Regions from separate parts of the Zea mays genome. Here region 2 is linked to region 1. The links are chromatin contacts, called in public Hi-C maps. All regions are on one chromosome and are shown on one strand. Each heading gives the region's core, a stretch centred on a gene start, on an enhancer-like site or on the middle of the called end of the contact. The rest is flanking DNA. Distances are from core to core; before and after follow the strand shown.

What was found. Hi-C and Micro-C count contacts between places; a contact is called where the count stands out from the background.
Region 2: a Hi-C map of leaf shows a contact between it and region 1, with 4 times the contacts expected there. The contact joins the promoter of LOC100273452 here to the promoter of LOC100282032 in region 1. A contact is called at or near these places in 3 of 25 Hi-C or Micro-C datasets (ear, leaf and tassel).

What each region holds. Positions count from the first base shown.
Region 1 is chr3:143,114,134-143,116,962 of Zm-B73-REFERENCE-NAM-5.0, reverse strand. LOC100282032 (vacuolar ATP synthase 16 kDa proteolipid subunit) reads right to left here and starts at 1,380. Exons shown (of 3, transcript NM_001317913.1): 1 at 1,066-1,380; 2 at 471-756. The coding sequence starts at 1,144.
Region 2 is chr3:143,242,798-143,245,626 of Zm-B73-REFERENCE-NAM-5.0, reverse strand. It overlaps LOC100273452, which reads right to left and starts at 1,414. Exons shown (of 4, transcript NM_001147889.1): 1 at 1,074-1,414; 2 at 531-676; 3 at 131-249. The coding sequence starts at 1,300.

The sequences.
Region 1 (2,829 bases), core at 131-2,630:
ACATTAATAGTGGACCACTATGAACAGCATAGACAAGCTAGCATAGGTTCAACTTCAGCTTATCAACGAACTAGCTATAAAGTATAAACACCTCAAATAAGCTTGGTTTATGTCAATGGTGCGATAAAATATGGTGTTTGCCTTTAAAAGTCATGTCCAATTTTACCATTATCAAAATTCTTAACTAGAAAGTGGTCAAGGTATAAATATGCAAAAGGTCAAGTGAGATTTGAGGCATATGAAATAACTCCTATTTAATCCAGAGCCCCAGACAACATTTCAGATGTAAATGTAATATTCACTTGACCTTTTTAAAAAATCAAGTATTTCAATAGAAGAGAAACTCGTCTACAAACACGTATTGACAACATGGAGGTTTAGAAGTGCCTGCCATTACTACTGCATTTACCAACATATTATCAGCCAAACCATCAAAGCATATCACAATATGATAAAGCAATTGTCTTCACCTGACACCAGCATCACCAACGATGCCAATGGCCATGCCTGCAGCAAGCCCAGCAAGACCACAGGCAAGGCCAGACGACAGGTGGGCATAGCCGTCAAAGAGGTAGTATGGCTTGGCCTTGGGGTTGATCCCAGTGCTGATGATGACGGCGATGATGAGGCCGTAGATACCGAGCACACCAGCCATGACCACGGGCACGATGGACTTCATGACGAGCTCTGGGCGCATGACACCCATGGACGCCACGCCGACGCCACTCTTGGCTGTCCCGTACGCCGCCCCCATGCCTGCGAGCCACACACATACACAGAGGGAGATCATGTCATTCACCACCAAAAATTTCGCCCTCACACGTCCCAGCCACATGGATCCAACCCAAATTCTCTCAATTGATGTTCCATTTATTTCTCAAAACATATCAAATAACACAATGGTCTGGCGCGCGTCAAGTATCGCACCGCCAATCTCTGAATCGTGGCAGATCGGACTACGGAGCAAAGGACGGGATCGGCTCCAACCTTTTCCCCACTCAAATTCGGAAAGAAACAATGCAACCGAAAGTATAACACGTGAGGACGAGGAGGCGGCGCACGTACATGAGAAGACGAGCGCAGCGGAGGCGCCAAGGAAGCCGAAGAAAGGGGCGGTCTCATCGCCGCTGAACGCCGACGACATCTCCCCCTTACTGCTGCCGCTACCAGTGCTACCGCGGCTTCCTCTTTGTTATGGTCACCGGCGCGAGCGCTCGAGGTTTCGCACCACTGCTCGGGATTGGCCTTGCCGATCTGATCTGAAGAGCGCGTGGGTGCCAGGGTAGGGTGGGGTGGGGAAGAAGGCGAGAGGGACACGGCGCTGCGACGTGGGGCGGGACAAGTACTGTTTTACCCTGCCACCGGGGAGGGGCATCTGTGTGTGTGGAAAAATAGAAAGGATGAAAGAGTATAATACATTTTGAGTTATTAAACTTGTTAGATCCAAACTTTTAAAATGTGTTAGTTCAGTTATTAATCGTTGTTTGGTCTTAGTTAGATCTAAACAGGTCGTGATTAACATATAGACCCGTATGAGCATCTGTATCTCCTTTCTCTCATTTTTTCGGTTCTCTTTCACCGATGCACATGTTGATATGTGGGGTTCATATATTAACCACGAGCCGTTTGGACTTAACTGAGATCCTAGAGATTAAGAAACGTACCGACACAATTTTAAAAGTTTGTGGAACAGAATAACGCAGAGCAACAAGTTTAAGGACCAGATGTATTTTACTGAAGATGAAACTAGATGAAAAAAATACGAACATATTACAAATTTCGAATACGGATACTTAGATTTCGAATATAGATAATTATATTTTTTTACTAAGATTTAGAGTGGAATACATATTGTGCCAGGTGCATCGGATATTAAAATCTATTTTATAACATATAAGAAATCTATTTTTTGAGATTTTTCAATTTGGGTACAATAGGAATATTAGATGTCCGCTAGATACGTCATGTTTTCATTACATTAATATATAGAGTTAAAGGGTGTTTGTTTAAAATTATAATCTGACCAGATAATATCATAATATAATCCAACAAATTTTAAACTAACATTTATTCAAAATTTGTTGGATTATATAATCTAGACATATTATAATCTCAAACAAACAGCCCTTAGGTAAATATGTGACGTGAATGTAAAAAAGATGAAAAATCAAGAGTAATTTGGTTCACATTCAACTTAGTCCTCTTAGATTTTAGCTAAAATAGGGGAAAGCACATTTGTTGTTAGGTAAAATGGGTGTTTAGTATATATTGTGTGGTCTCTATTGTATTAAATCACCGTTTTTTCTAGTTACACGGTTTCCATTGCCCCGTCCCTCATATTTAAATAGTAAAAATAATAAGAATTATGCATAAATTGGAGACTTAAACCATGGTTGTTAACTTTAAACTCATATTCACATTCATCTAGCCATCAGAGCACACATATTTTATATTCAAATATAATTGAAAATCATAGCAATGTACGGGCACTTTGCTAAGAGATAAGTAGACAACCTATATCATTATATTTTACATCACGTCTATTGGTGGTTGTAGGGTGAGAAGTTTTGACTTTCATAGGACCATGTAAAATAACATGAGAGATAAGTTAATAGTACCCCCTTCTACCCTTTGAATTATTTCTAATATTTAATTAACTCACTACATTCCTACATTTAAATAGTAAAAAAACTAAAATTATGTATAAATTGGGATTTGAATTGAACCGTAGTTGTTGGCTCCAACCTCACATTCACACTCAACTAATCAATAAAGCATACATATCTTTATATTTTATACTTTATACTTATAATAAAAATTATAAACCGT
Region 2 (2,829 bases), core at 165-2,664, 130 kb before region 1:
TTGCTGCCAACCTAAGGGCACACATGGTCCTCAGCCTACTGATTACTTACCATTGGCACCATTAACAACAAATCCTAACAAATTAATACCCAGTAAAGCTTATGCACTAGATATGGTATGTTACTTTTACCTTCTGGCACAACTCTACAGCAAGCTTTGCCCCAACACCAGCTTCTTCATGGTTATCTTTGACATCCATATTTATTATCAGCACACACTTCATCAACCTCGGCTCGCGGTTATTCATATCTGGACACAAAAACAAATGTTAGCTTCCAGTAGTTAACGGCCCTGATCAGAAGTGCTAATTCCGGCAGGTTGCTGCTGTGCCACTTATGGTTCCTCTCTGCTATTGGTCCAGGTTAGCTGGAGTTTTGCAGCTGCAAACTGCAGCGCTACAGCAGCAAGCTCAGCTGATCAGGATGAATGTCTACAGAACTATGCAATCCTACAACACATAGTTAAATTGTAATTGCTTTATAATTCTCCTAAACAAAAATCAAGCTCCAGTCCAATGGTGAATGAATTACCTTCAACAACCAAGTCAAAGACCCTCTCCTCAAAGGTCATTATCATATCAAACACCCCGTCGCCGGCATTGTCCTGCCACCGCTGAGGCGCCAGCTTCACCGAGGTGTTCCTCTTCAGCATAGGCAGCAACCCATTCCTCTTGTACCTGGATGGTTCGCCACAGAAATCCACTGAGAGCAGAGCGTTTCAAGTTATCGTGCAGGGTGCCCGACAAGGCAATGTGAGCACACAAAGAAACGGGAAAGCAACGCCACAAGCATCCCTGCAGACCCAGTTCGGCAAGTGTGCAAATAATTTTTCGCCAGGAGACAGAGATATTGCGAGCAACGATCCCAAATTGCAGAAGACTATAATGGTTGTTATCTGTTTCCATCAAATGCACGCTAAATTTCGCCAGAACTCCATCCACAACCCTAAACACTGGAGTACATCTTCTCCCCCAAATCAACAAAGGTGGGGTTGGGAAAAAAGGGAGCATCAGGAGGCAATAGGAGGTAGCTTAGGTGGGGAGAGGGAAGATGACAGTAGGTGTTCGTACTGACAGTTCGGGGTCCTTGCGGCGGAGGTCGTCGTAGATGGCGCCGTAGGGGGTGCCGAAGTCGTAGACGTTGGGCTCGTGGAGGGAGGGGCCGGGGAGCTTGACGTGGGTGCCCGTGCCGTAGGACTCGACGTCGAGCCCCGCGCGGCCCAGCTGCGAGTGCGCCTCCATGCTCCGGTTCATGTTCGAGGAGCAGACCATCGCGAACCGCCATCTCTTTCCCTCGGCCATCGTCCTGTTCCTGTCCTCCGCCGGCCCCGAACGTCGCCGTCAGCGAGAGGTCGAGCTCTCTGCCGACCTGACCTGCTCGCTGCTGCGGCTTCTGGACGGATGTGGTACGCTCTGGGATTCGTGCGTGGGAAACGGGCGGACGGGATGATTTTGACAAGGGGATTGTGAGACCTCCCCGCGGGGTGAGTTTTTTTCTTTCTTTCGTGCATCTAAATTTCACACTCTAAATTATTATTCATAGAGATTAAAGTGATCTCCTCGTAAATTTCAACTCCGAAAGTAAGATTCAATCTTTAAGCACTTATGGCACATGTCGTTGATTTGGTTTTCATTCTATTACTTTTGGGTTATTATGAAACATAACGGGCTAGATGTTGTTGGATGGTGCCCTCAAGTCTTCTTGTGAGTAGGGTTGAAAACGGACGTAAAAAATTCCGTCCTGATCCGTACCGTTTTCTATATTTGACCCGGCCGTTTCCGTATTTACGGAAAAATATGGAAACGGGACGGAAACGAAAGATGGCTTATTTCGTCCGTTTTTGCGAGATCCCGTTTTTTCGGATTGAACCCGTATTTGACAAATTTGAGACGAGCCTAATATGCATTAGTATATAAACTAAATCCTCGTGTATTTAGGTGACAAATTATAGCACGATTGGACATTGTAACCACCGGCTCTTTTCAAATGACAAGTGATCTAAAGTCTTAAACAACATCGGATGTAGCTAAATGTACACATTTAGCAACCAAACAACAATAGAATGTTGCCTCTCTATATCTATTTGTTTTATGTTATTGTTCTGCCAATCAATCACTAGTCAAACATCAATAACATTTCTATTTGTATTAAATTATGAGTTTCCGTTAGTATTTATGTTTCCGTTCGTTTTCGTAATTCCGTTTATCTCGCTCCCGTTTCCGTTCTCGACTATTCCGGACCTAATCCCATTTCCGATGATAAAATGCGGATACGAAAACGGGAGAGGGGTTTTTTCGTCCGTTTCTGTCCGTTTTCATCCCTACTTGTGAGGGGAGTCGGGATATTTGTATTTTCCCTATTGTTCTAATGGAAATTTTGGTTTGAACTTTATGGTTGCTCGGAAAAGTGGGAAGTTGAAAGAGACTTTAAATAACTTTGTGGTCGCCTCAGCAATAGGGACATAGGCATAACTTTATGGTATGACTGAACTCGAATAGATCTTGTATCTTCACGTGCTTGTGATTTATGATTGTATTTAGTTTATACTCCCCGTTGAGGTGGTCACGAAGACCGGGTCTCTTTCAACCCTTTCCCTCTCTCAAACGGTCACTTAGACCGAGTGAGCTTCTCTTCTCAATCAAACGGAACACAAAGTTCCCGCAAGGACCACCACACAATTGGTGTCTCTTGCCTTGGTTACAATTGAGTTTGATCACAAGAAGGAATGAGAAAGAAAAGAAGCAATCCAAGCGCAAGAGCTCAAATGAACACAAATATCACTCTCTCACTAGTCACTATTGATTGGAGTTGTCTTTGGACTTGGGAGAGG